Linked DNA regions of Triticum aestivum: region 2 is linked to region 1. Evidence: chromatin contacts called from public Hi-C data. All regions are on one chromosome and are shown on one strand. Each heading gives the region's core, a stretch centred on a gene start, on an enhancer-like site or on the middle of the called end of the contact. The rest is flanking DNA. Distances are from core to core; before and after follow the strand shown. Region 1 holds the start of LOC123165343 (tyrosine--tRNA ligase 1, cytoplasmic). Region 2 holds the start of LOC123165474 (chaperone protein dnaJ 10).

Region 1 (6,549 bases), core at 3,281-5,780:
CTTTGTAGGCGGCCGCAGCCTCCGCCACCCGCATGCGGTACCGCCAGCGCTCGAGGCGGCCCTCGCGGGCGGAGCAATACGAGTCGAGCAGCGCCTCCTGCTCCGCCCGCTCCGCGCCGATCTGCTCCTCCGCCTGTAGGTGCTCCTGGAGGAGATGGTGGTTGTAGGCGGCGTCGGCCTGCGCCTCCCAGAACTGCTCCTGACGCTTCTGCCTCACCGTGTCCATGTATTGGGCACGAGCCTCGCCGATGGTCATGGTGCAATGCACCGACGAGGATGGCGCGGAGGAGGGGGTTGGCGCCGGATCGTCGATTACCATGTTCTCCATTGGACGTCGTCGTCCTCCGACTGCCTGCCGGCCAGCCAGTCGGCAGCAATGGCTGCCATCTCCTTGTGGTCCGTCGTCCGCCCATCCCGAAGCGCTGGAGTGCGAGGAAGCCATGGTGGGCAGTAGTGGTGTGGACAGGACAAAGGGAACAGAGGTGGATGACTGTGGCTATGGCCGGCGCAGCAGTTTATATAGCAATGGTGGGCGGCGGAGGGACGGACGTGTGGCGCCGGAGTAGCCGCCTCGGCAACCGCGTATCATTAATGTGGGCGGCAGACGGACGGATGACACTTGTGTTGTTTGAAGGCGTTGCAATCGCCTGCACCGGGAAGCGGGGCGGGCGACGCTAACCGTTTCGGGCGGAAAGCGCGTGGGCGAGGGAGGTGGTCTGGGTGGGCCAGGGCAGTCAGACTCATGCTTGGTAGTGGGTTGGTCCAGCAGTCGGACATGCTGGCTCGCCAGCGAGCTCGCTGAGCTGAGCGACGACAATCACACGATGGACGTAGCTTCCAACCAGGAGCGGGCGCCACTTCGGTTCATGCCGTGTTCACCATAGAGCAGGTGTGGCCGCACTTTGACGCCCTAATGGCGGAAGAGCTACCAGATTAGGAGGACCTGTGCTGCAACCTCCGTCTCCTCAACGAGCACCGGTGAACAAGCGAACGACAATGCCGTCGCAGACATGTGGCCCTATGATCCTGGCTTCCCGAATGAGCAGCGGGCGTTGTATCATACCATCCATAGGGCCCGCGAAGCCCTCTCCGTCGTCCTTCGAGTTGTTGCGCTCGCCGTGGCGCCGCCGCCTCGCGTTGTCAACATGGTCAATGGACATGAGGAATGAGGAGATGACTTTACTTGGAGAGGATGACAGTGGGGACCCACCAGGGCCATAGCCGCACGTAAGCAAGTGCCTCCTTATTATATACAACTATAATTTTTTTGCTTCCTCCTGGTTTCCTGACATCACGGTCCCACACCATTGTCAACCTATGTAGTCAATAAACGAGAGAATTGTACAAGGAGCGGCCGACAGCTGGGACTAAGCAGCTCGAGCAGTATTTGTGTTTTTGAGGTGTGAGCACTGTAGAGTTTTTCTTGAGCGATGTTTTCATTGTTGTTCAGAGGAGAGCAGGGTATTAACTGGGCGGGCAGTGGCCCGTCTAGCCCAGGCCAGATATCCAGCCCAGATATTAATTTTTTTTCAAGCTGAAAATGACTAGCCCATCTTTTTTGAGGAATATCCAGGCAAGGTCAACTTGTTATTCTCCGCCCCGCTGGGCTGCAAATCTTTCCTAGAAGGGATGCATTAGACTTAACAAAAAAATGGGCTTTAAGAAATAATAAATGAGATGTAATTTTAAAAACTGGGCAGTAACTATAAAAAATGCACCAAACACGTAATTAGTTTGTAAAATATTATTTTTGGATTTTGAAAATTTTAATTTCATTAATTGTTGCACGCGCAATATTTCCTTGGATTTTACGTAATACAAATTTATATTAAAATTGTATTTAATCTGACTAGAAATTTCGGGATAAAAATATTTCGGATCCCATCAAAATGTGGGAAATTTTATTGAATTCTTTTTTAAGCGGTTGGTTGAAATTATTAATTATTGTCCTAACTAGAAAATGGGCTGTACTTTTAACAACCTATAAATGGGCTGTAGTAAATTCCATTAGAATTCAAAAATGGGTTGTACATTCTTACAAATCGCAAATGGCCTATATGTTCTCTGCCACACACTTGTGGGCCTACTAAGTTCACGCGTCCCCTAAAAAAAGTAAGTTGACGCGTATGCAAGGCTTTGTCAACTTATAGTCAACACACGGTTCTAGCAGCAGTGGCCGTTGGATGTCCCATCCAACGGATGTCATGCTTCTTCTTCAATCTCGGATATTCTAGCTTCAACCGCCCAAAAAATGATTCCTCCCCCTAACATCTGGGGCGCACCGTTTTGGAGGCTGACCTGTGGGCCTACTAAGTTGACGCGTACCAAGGGCTTTGTTAACTTAGTCAATATAAATGATTCTAGCTGCAGTGACCGTACGATGTCCATCCAACGGCCGTCGTGCTTCTTCAACCTCTGGTCTTCTTGCTCCAGCCGCCCAAACCAGCGTCGGCCGTGCCGCCTGCTCCTGCCTCCCGTGTCCGGCTGTGCTGCCACCGCTGGCCATGCCATCCCTCTATACTCACCCACACCTCCTGTTATTCTCCGGCGACGGCAGCCTCACACCGCAGCCGAAGCAGTCAACCCACGTACTCCCCTCCGTGTGGGCATCCACTGCCGCGTCTTCCCCGACTCAGCGTCGTTCCCTTCCTAGGCCTCGCCGTCGTCCACCGCCTTGGTGCTCTCGGCGCGGCGTGGTCAACGTCGTCAACAAAGGACAACCATCGGAAGAGGACTTTAGGCGGTGATGCTGACAGCTGGACCCACCAGCTACATCTTCGAACACAAGGAAGTGCCTCCTTATTCCTTTTAAAATAAAAATGATTCCTCCCCCTGACAGCTGGGACCGAGCAGCTATATCTTCGCACGCAAGAAAGTGCGTCCTTATCCTCCCTGGCCGCTGGGACCCACCCGGTCAAAGCGTAAGTAGCGTTGTCTGTCTGGTCGCGAACATGTACGTACATACTGGTCGATCGGTCTCTCCGCAAGTATGAACCGTGGCCGAGTAAGTAGCGGCACGTGTCGTTGTAGAGCACCCGACATAACAGTTCATGCAGTCTCGTCTAAGTCCTGTACATGTACGTACAGCCACAGGGCAAAAAATACGGCCACGTACGTACATATGGGATGGGTCTCGAGCGCGTACTCGCGCATATATACGGATGGTCAGGGCTTGTGTACATGGAGAGGCAACGGACGGCAGCAATGGCGTCCTGTTCATCGGGCAGTGAACCGACTGGGTCGAAACAGAGAAACAACATCATGTTCATCGGGAGGCAACCAACTGGGTCAGAATGCGTCGTGTTCATCGGGAGCCAACCGGCTTGGACGGAACAGCTGATCGAAACGAGGTCTGGCGTATCGCAGAACGGAGGAAACGGCCATGTGTTCGACCGGCCATGGTAGAAACGGGATCCTGTTCATCGGGAGGGGTCTGGCATACCGCAAAACGGAGGGAACGGACTTCTCTTGGACCTCATACGGTCAAAACGGGGTCCTGTTGATCGGGAGGGATGCGGTGTACCGCAAAACGGAGGAAACGGACTTGTGTTGGAGCGCTACGGTCGAAATGGGGGTCCTGTTCATCGGGAGGGGTGTGGCGTACCGCAAAACATCATCCTACCAAACGCCACCTCCGCTGAACATGTTGCTTGCAGAGGGAAACGGACTCCTGCAGAAGAGACCGGCTCCTCCCTGACAAAAGCTACCAGGCAGCCGCTGAGGCGACGCAGTGTGAGCTTTCATAGCTATGCTTTGTCCAGGACCACACCGTGGTGATGTTCTGTTTGCATGCAGTGGAGGTTGCATGTGTTGAAAAGTGGGTGAGAGAAAAAAGTATGATGATGACATCAAGACACTAGCCTCCGTTGAGTGATTGTCACACACACCATAGCTTCATTCAAATTTATCTAGTGGAAGAGGGGAGGCAGTAGTAAGGCGATGCCTTCATTGTATATGCCCTTAATGTGTTTGGTCTCAAAAGAAAAAGTAACCTTTTTTTGAGACAGAAGACAAAAGACAAAAGAAAAGGTTATTTTTTTAGACAACCCCGCGAAGCTTTATTAACTCGTTACAATGTTTACAAGGACGGATGGTAGATTCCCAGGGTGTCCCAACCAAACATGGCGGCCACCATCAAAAGATAAAACATGCTTCGCTAAGTTGTGAGCTTCATAATTTGAGCTCCTAAATTCATGACTAAAACTGCAAAAATCAAAAAGCGAGGAATACTCTATTATTTCATGTACACCTGCACCATAGTTTGTCGAATTGTCCATTTATAAATCTTGTACCACCACTTTGCAGTCTGATGCGACCTCAATCTTCGGCAAGTAAAGATCATCTGCCAGCGCTGAGAGCGCTGGCTAGGAGTTCCCGGAAGCCGGAACATTGCGCGTGGAAATCTATACCTTATGATTCTGAGGAAAGACAGCCCATGTTTGGCTTAGGCCCACGTAAACGGCCCCTTACACTGACGTACGGGCCACGTTTTTGTCTTTCAGGGAACGTACGGACCACGTCTTTGTGCACCCCCGTCTGCGCAGAACTAGGAGATCCATCTCTCGATCTGAGCCGCGCAAAACCCTAGCCGTCTCCAAATCAGTCACCCGCCAGCCGCCACCGCCACCGCCACCGCCGCCACCTCCATGGACACTTCCCTGGCTGCCGCCGCTGTCACCGCAGAGGCCTCCGCCCCCGCCACAGCATCAACGGAACCTTCCGCGGCTCCTGATGCCTCCCCCGCAGCCTCCTCCTCCTCCGCTGCCGCCGCCGGCGCCGAAGACCTCGCGGGGGGCGTGGCGTCATTGAGCCTGGACGAGCGGTTCGACTTGCTGATGAGCATAGGCGAGGAGTGCATTCAGCCCGACGAGCTCAAGCGGCTTCTGCAGAACAAGCCCGTCCCTATCTGCTACGACGGGTTCGAGCCCTCCGGCCGCATGCACATTGCCCAGGTTCGACGGAAACTTACCGCCTTCCCATCTAATAACTTCGGATCGAATGTGCGACTCGGTCAGGAGCATCCAGGAGGATACCTTCTGTTTCCAGGAAGAGTTCTTGGACAGGAATTTCGGATTTCAACTAATATCATTCCCAAATTTATGAGTGCAGTATGACTATCAAGTGTGCTGTTACCTGTTCGGCTGGTCTTATCATGTTCATGTTGTGATATGTGTCTACAGTCGTACTCTAGGTCTTTGTTGACCAGCTAATTTAATACCCAAACAAGAAGGTTATCACTTAGCATGGTATCACCTAGCTGGATGCTTACACTAGATGTATGCCTAGCCTACTTATTTCTGCTATCCATAAAACTAGGGAGTAGTCGAATTTTGATTTTTTTAGCTCTTAATCATATGTGCAATTGTGCATCAGATTGGTTAAATAGCATGTGCTGATTATAGATGACTGGGTGGTTTTAGTTGTGCTAGTAGTTTTTGGTTAAACTGCTGAGGTCTTTGGAGAATAAGAAACCAAAAGAAAAGTGTTAGTTCAGAGAACAAAGAGAGAGTGTCCAAAATAAGAGCATAAATAAAGCTAGAAAGAAGTCGGCAGCAAAAGCTCCTGAAAATAAGGAGCACTATCCTGATTCGTTATGTATTGGAGCGCCAGTAGATTGTTGTTATAATACCCAGCCTTGATTTATCCAGCTCTGTCAAACTAGAAAGATTAGTGAGTTTACCGCTCCCATATTTCGTTGCTTTGTTGTTCCATAAGATTAATAATAAGAATGAAACATCCTAGTATAAATGTTAATCTTACACGTGCCTTTAGCAATTCTTGATGTGCTTCCACAATTATTATGATGCCAGTATTGTGAAAATCGTTACTTTAGAGATGCAATGAGGCCAATATGCGCAAACTGTCAGATTGCAAGACCTGATAGGACTTGCTGGTGATAGACATTCTCATGTATTGTATTCACAGGGTGTTGTGAAGGCAATTAATGTTAACAAGATGATCAGAGCGGGATGCAAAGTGAAAATCTGGATAGCAGACTGGTTTGCACAGCTAAACAACAAAATGGGTGGCGATCTGAAAAAAATCCAGACTGTCGGGCGCTACATGATTGAAATATGGAAAGCAGCTGGTATGAACCTTGATGGTGTTGAATTCTTATGGTCTTCAGAGGAAATTAATAGGCGTGCAAATGAATACTGGCCACTTGTAATGGACATTGGCAGGAAAAATAATATCAAAAGAATAACGAGGTACGGCCATTTAAATTGCATATGCATCCAGATGATTCTTGACTTCCAAAGTTCGAACTCAAACATAAATTAGCTATCTCATTTTTCCTTACTTCACAGGTGTTGTACGATTATGGGTCGCTCTGACAATGAGGAATTGACTGCTGCACAGATCTTCTATCCTTGCATGCAGTGTGCTGATATATTCTTCCTGAAGGTTAGTATATTTATATTGCAGACATCCCTCTGTAAAATTGAAGTTTAACCATTCACATGATTTAAGTAAGGTTATTGATATTTTTTTATTTCACTCGATATTGTAGGGTGGTATACCTTTATTCTAGATTTGTCATTGATTCTC
Region 2 (6,470 bases), core at 3,947-6,446, 710 kb before region 1:
ATGAACTTTTTTGCAAATTTGATGAACTTTTTCTATAAAATCGTGACCTTTTTCAAAGTTGATGAACCTTTTTCAAAATCGGTGAACTTTTTTCAAAATTGGTGAACCTTTTTCCAATATTTGGTGAACTTTTTTCAAATCCATGAACTTTTTTCTCGATATTTGTGAATCATTTTTTAAAATTGATGAACTTTTTCTCAAAATAGTGGATTTTTTAAAAAATTGATGAACTTTTTTCAAAATCAATGATTTTTTTCTTCTAATTCATGATCTTTTTTCGAAATGTTTTCAAATAGCTGAAATATCAAACACGGCTGTAAACTGCAGATCTGCATAAATTGCGCCGCTAGCAATGTTCTAAAACAGTTCGCCCTGGATTTGGTCATTTAAACGTACTTAGGTCAGGTGGTTGGCCACACAAAAAAAGTGGTTCACTTCACGTGTTCGATCCTTGAGGGAGCCGCTTTTTGGGGATTTTTCTGCCCTACCCACGAGCACCGAACTTCGCGTGCAATCTATCAAAATTTTGCTAGGCCGGCCCAGTAGTATCGCCTGCGCGCGCCAGTAAGACGAACCAGCGCTGAGAGCGCCGGTTAGGAGCTCCCTTTTCTCAGCTGCGTGGGCAGAAAATAAGTGGGGTTGCTTCGCTGGGCCACAATACGCGGCCCACATACGAAATTCTGAAAAGGCCTTTTTTTTTAGCAGACGAACGCGTAAGAATTTAGTAACATCTCAGATAGAAAAAGAAAATCTTTTCGGCGGTGAACGGATGAAAAAATTGGCGAAACGCACCTTACTTTATTAGTAGATATAGATATAGATATAAATATAAATATAGATATAGATATAAAATAGATATAGATATATATTTCTTATACTCAAGGTGATGATGCCCCCGTATTATAGGAGGACTCTAAGTCATTGGCCTGGCCCACCCTGTGACTATTTGCGTCGGATGCATCCTCCTTGGATATAATCGGGTGTTTATGTGATCACCTACCGATGGTGCGTATGGAGCTTGAGGAGTGCCGTGGCCGTCAGAGAGGTGCATTTCTTCTATTGCTAACATAAATGAAGGAAGAGAAACGAAAGCCTTTGGATTTGGAATAAACGGTACGGTGGATTTTATGAGCAACAACACTTGTACAGTTATAAGGGCAACCATGACCGATCCCCTAAAAATAACGGAGAATCCGACGAATAAATCCATAATGGATTATTTTAATTTCACTAATTTTTTGCCGGAGCTAACCAATCCTATATATAACAGAGTTTTTTTTTTCATTTTGCATTTCATTTTCGGCCACAGAAGCACATTTCTTTGCTTCTTTATTTTATTTAACGATATTTTGATACACTGGAGTACATAATTCACCAATTCTTCGCTACAAGAGCAAAATCAAAGAAAAACAAGAACCACAATTAGACACTTTAGAAGATATCCAAGTCATAACTGCTCCCACTAGTTGGCTTAATATCATCTTCACGTCTTCATTGTTGATTCTCTCTATTGGCTACTCGATATTGCACACTTCTTACTTACTCGATTCCGACAAATTCGACGTTGCTTCGCATCTAGTCTCATCTCTTGCCTCTATTCTAGCAACCAGTGCACAAGCATCTATCAAATTTTGTACTATCAATAGATCGGTGTAATCTTCTTCCCAATATCAAAACTTGCATCCATCCTACACACAAATTTGAGCAAGCAATGAGCTACCGAAATTGCACCGAATCTAGTGAACAACCGAATCAAAAGAAGCACATACCTAATCTTTTTTGCACTTGAAGAACACCCATTTGAGATGTTCCGGCGCGGTGGAAACTCGGCGCACCACCTGTCGCGGGCAGTCGTCGCACTTTATGACCGGCAACGGGGAGCCGACGAGCTGCTGGGCTAGCGCCGAACCCGAGCGACGGCCGGGCGTTTCTTTGCCGGCGACCGCCGACGGGAGAGATCCGAACGGCTAAAGGCCGAGTCAATACCTGCATGCGGCGCAGAGGCGTTGTCGGGGCTGTGTGGTCCTGTATCCGACCAATTCATGGCAAAGGCGCAAAGGGTGGTGGGCGGATGCGTCAAATCCGGCGGCGGCAGCCTCAAATCTACCGGTTCTGCGCCGGCGACGAGTCGAGAGAGGCACAAATCCGGGCGGTCAAGGACCGCGGTGTACGGGCATCCGCGGTGGCAGGCGGGGGGTGGGAGAGACGGCGCTGGCGTAGATGCAGCTCGGGAGCGGGGCGGGTAGGCAGCGGAGTGGAGGTGATTTTTTTCCTCCAAGGCCGAGCAAGACACTAAAAATAGAGGCGGCGGAGACGGCTGAGGATAATTTATCCTCCGTTATCGACTATTGGGGATCGGCTAGGTGCCGATTAGAGGAGTAAAACATTTTTTTTTTACTTCCCTAACCGATTATAGGGAATTGGTTAGAGTAGCCCTAACGCAACAGCAGAGGAGCCAAACCCGCGATGAAGGCTTGTGGTGTATTGTTCGGGCTGTTGGCCATGCCCAGGTTTACCACCGACACATTTGCATTGTAGGTGTGGTATCATTACAGCGTCTACAATGTTAGATTTTGTTGGTACTGTTTCTTTTGCCAGTTTGCGCCATTCGGGCCTCGACAGATGTACTTGGTTTCTGGTCGGTTCTTTTGTTTGTATCCCCTTCATGCTAGATTATAAGTCGATAATACCCTAAAAAGAAGATTATGAGTCGATAAAAAGGGCCCTTTATCTAAGACAAACAGATTTTGTATTATTATTTCCATAGAAACACCAAAATAGAACAATTACAGAAAGCACGGCACAATCAGGTATGGTCTATTTCAAAAGCTATGGTCATGCGAGTGAAAAGTGGGTAATCTAAAGCTTTAACTGTTGGATCTGATCACCAGTGCTGAAGCAGCATATAAACATATATCCATACCCTTCAGGTAACTGAAGGATGGTGGTGCATGACCCCAGCTGTTCTGAATCATATTATCTGGTATAACTCGGGTATCTTCGAAAGGTTTCGTAGTGTCCCTGCTTCATTTCCGGGGTTCGAAGTCATCGTCAACGTCATATGCAGGGTTGCATAAGCATCTAAATAGCCTGCCAATTCCCTGTACAACAACATTTTTTGAACTTATGTCACCAAACATATTTGAATGTGTAACGTACACATATGTTTGTGTGATTGTTGAAAAATTGCCTGAGTAAGCGCAGGAGTCCGATATGTTACTGTCCGTGATGCCTCCTCGTCTGAACTTTCATCTGAGCTGCTGTCATCATCGAGAATGGTTGGCTTTGATGGCCCTGGTAATGCCTCCTTTTCCCTCTATTCTCATTCCAGTTGATCAAAGATGGAATTTATGAAATATACTCAATTCAGGTTTGTTTACATACACAAATAGCACATGAATTGTCGGAAAGAAAACGTGAAACAATGTACCTGAAATATTTTTCCTAGATTTCTCAAGGCCATTGCACGGGCCTTGAGATCCTCTTTCTTGACATTATTTTCATGCAGCACCTGAGAAGAAGTCAAAAACTTGTCAAATCATATTGTTGTACTAGTAGCAGATTAATATGGGAGTATTTCAGTAAAGAAGACGCACATACCATTTCACAGACATGTAAGAGCGTGACTTCAATATCCACAACGTTGAGCTTCCAAATTGAACTCATCATCAGGTCCTTGTTCATTCTCATCTGCATGTCGACGTCCTTCTCGGTGGCAGCGCCGCCGTCCTTGGCACTCTGCCGGCACGCCTCCTCTTGCAGCTGCAGCAGCTGCAGAGCTCCTGCATTGTTCTTTTCGCCCCTTAATCAGTCGGCAACTTCAACCATCACAACCATGGCAAGAATTGGGGAAGTTTTCACCTTTCGCTGCCGTGATCTGTGACCTCCAGAGGTGGCCCTTGTTCCTCACCCACTCGGTCAGGAATGGAACTCCCAGGTACATGGCCTTCTTGCCGAGCTCCTTGGCGGCTTGTCGAGAATAAACGTATCCGATGGTGCGACGAATGTCCAGTGCGTATGCTGTGAGCAGCAAAGCATTTCACAAAGATTCAGATGAAACCCATCAAGAGAAGAACACAACTGTAGTTTGTAGGGATCATCATACTGACAAGTGCTGGAAAGCCTTTTCGCCTCAGATTCGGCACGATGAGCGAATCCCTCCGTGTCACCACTCACATACCGCGAGAGGAACTTGTTGAGGAATCTAGCTAGCTTCTCTTCTCGTTCCCTTTGTACACCCTTCACCACAGCAGTGTTTTTCAGAGTGGGGATAACAAATGGTTTGGGCATAACAATGGGCGTCTACCACAGATATGTAGTACGTATGTGCCTACCTTGAGCCTGTCCTGGAGCTTCTCGGCGCTGCCGTTGTCGCCACTGGCCATCTCCGAGGAAGCCATTGTTGCCATTGCAAGATGTCCAATGTAGTCCTCGAACAGCTCGCTCCCGAACAGGAGGGTGAAGACCAGAGCACCATCTAGAATGTTGTCCCTGAAAAGCAGAAAAATGTTGTCAGAGTGAAGCATGAATTGCTGCTTCTGAGCTGAGTTTCATCTGGGATGGCATCAACTGGGGCAGGGCAGGCACCTGGATATGCTAGTCTTGCCATAGCCGTCGTAGGCCTTTCTCTGCAAAGGGTCGCTCAGGACCTGGTAGGCCTCTCCAAGAGCCTGCATATATAGCACCATAACAACAAGAAACTCAACACCCACCCACCAAAGGAATCAAACCAACCGATCCTGCTACAATATCGAGTTGAGTTGAGCCAGCCGTGGTAAGGACCTGAAACTTGTCGGACGCCTGCGGATCGTCGGGGTTTTTGTCAGGATGCACCTGCCTCGCCTGAAGACAAAGACAGGAAACGAAACCTCCAAATCAGCAAGCTAGCGAAAAGCGACAGCAATGTGCTAGGCAGACAGCAAAAAGGGGGACCTTGATGTAGTAGGCCTTGCGGATCTCGTCATCCGAGGCGGCGGGGCTGACGCCGAGCGCGTCGTAGTACTCGGTCTCCTTCGCCATGGCGGCCGCCGCTCCCTGTCAAAGAACACCCCCGGAACGAAACAGGAGACCACCAGAGCAGGGCATGGAAGTGGTGGTCTGGTGGAGGAAGAAGAGTAAAGGAGAGCCGCATCATCACCATTCATTGCGCAACGAGGTGGGGAGCCACCCCCCACAGGCCACCGGGCCATCTTTTATCTTTCCAGTGACGCACAGCGCGGCGCGGCCGGGGGAGCATTAAACAAATCGCCGGGCGGCCTAGTGGTGGTGGAATGGAACGCGGCCCTGCATTTTTATTTCTCCAGATGTCCTCCTTTCTCCGGGGAGCAGCGGATCAAGAGTTCATTCTACTCTTTATTATTCATGTGTCTTTGCCTGCGTCCCCCTTTAGACCAGAACTTATTTGCAAATGAAGGCTTTTATTTACATACCGATTGTAGCTGTGTGCAAGGAATAAATGCATCAAAATTGCAAAGCCGTCGAGATAAAACATGCCAAATTATTCCTACTTGTTTTTAGTCGAAATTATTCCTACTTTTGAAACACCGGATCAGGACAGTTTCGGTACACCTCATAAACACATCGACGACTGAGATTACTCCATACCCCTTCATAATAAAAGGCAAGATGGGAACGCGGAGTTTCTTAGCCCGAGCTCAAATGAGCTGGGGTGAACACTAAAATTCAAAAAAAACTGATTGTTTTGTGACAAATATTAGCAAATGTTTTGAGTGCTTGTAAAGATTCGTCATGGTGGACCTGAAGATCGTGAACTCCACGATTCGGTATCGGTGGGCTTGGAAGGCACGTGCATGGAGCGTCTTACTAACCCTTTGGGAAATCATGAAAGGCGTCTACTCAATGTTGCTGCTCGTGTTGAGTTAGGTAATGAAAATAGATGTTTCTTTTGGACCGATAGATGGATCGATGGCGCCACAGTAGAAGATATCGCGCCAGAAGTTTTCTATTCCGTGCCTTCGGATGTAAGGGAGAGAAAAACAGTAGCAGAAACACTGATTAGTGCGGTATGGATTAAGGACATAAAGGGGAAAATAAATATTCACATTTTTCATCAGGTCTTAGCCTTATGGGAGGTGATTTCTGAAGTTCAAAGCATACATGATGCTGAAGACAAATGGAGTTGGTCGTGGAATTCTAAAGGTTCCTACTCGACGAAATCTGTTTATAAAGCACATTTTGCTGCATCAGTTATGTGTACTACTGCTTGCACCATTTGGAAGGCTCGAGCTCCTCTAAAATGCAACCTCTTTCTCTGGCTGGTCGTCAAGGGGCATGTCTGGACAGCGGACCATCTTGCTAAGCATGATTTGTCTCATAATGCTGCATGTTGTTTCTGCAACATTGCGCAAGAATCAGCTCATCATCTCTTCATGGGTTGAAGTGTAGTGACCAACATTTGAAGTTCCGTGCTTCTTTGGGAAAATCTGAGCGAGGTCATCCCTCAAAATGCT

Evidence for each region. Hi-C and Micro-C count contacts between places; a contact is called where the count stands out from the background.
Region 2: a contact with region 1 is called in a Hi-C map of leaf, with 6 times the contacts expected there. The contact joins the promoter of LOC123165474 here to the promoter of LOC123165343 in region 1. A contact is called at or near these places in 2 of 5 Hi-C or Micro-C datasets (both in leaf).

Annotation. Positions count from the first base shown.
Region 1 is chr7D:382,675,619-382,682,167 of IWGSC CS RefSeq v2.1, reverse strand. LOC123165343 (tyrosine--tRNA ligase 1, cytoplasmic) reads left to right here and starts at 4,530. Exons shown (of 9, transcript XM_044582973.1): 1 at 4,530-4,952; 2 at 5,926-6,209; 3 at 6,309-6,405. The coding sequence starts at 4,647.
Region 2 is chr7D:383,383,504-383,389,973 of IWGSC CS RefSeq v2.1, reverse strand. LOC123165474 (chaperone protein dnaJ 10) reads right to left here and starts at 5,196. Exons shown (of 10, transcript XM_044583125.1): 1 at 4,933-5,196; 2 at 4,783-4,842; 3 at 4,588-4,670; 4 at 4,335-4,491; 5 at 4,110-4,239; 6 at 3,862-4,020; 7 at 3,601-3,782; 8 at 3,431-3,511; 9 at 3,191-3,316; 10 at 2,733-3,101. The coding sequence starts at 5,019. The coding sequence ends at 3,027.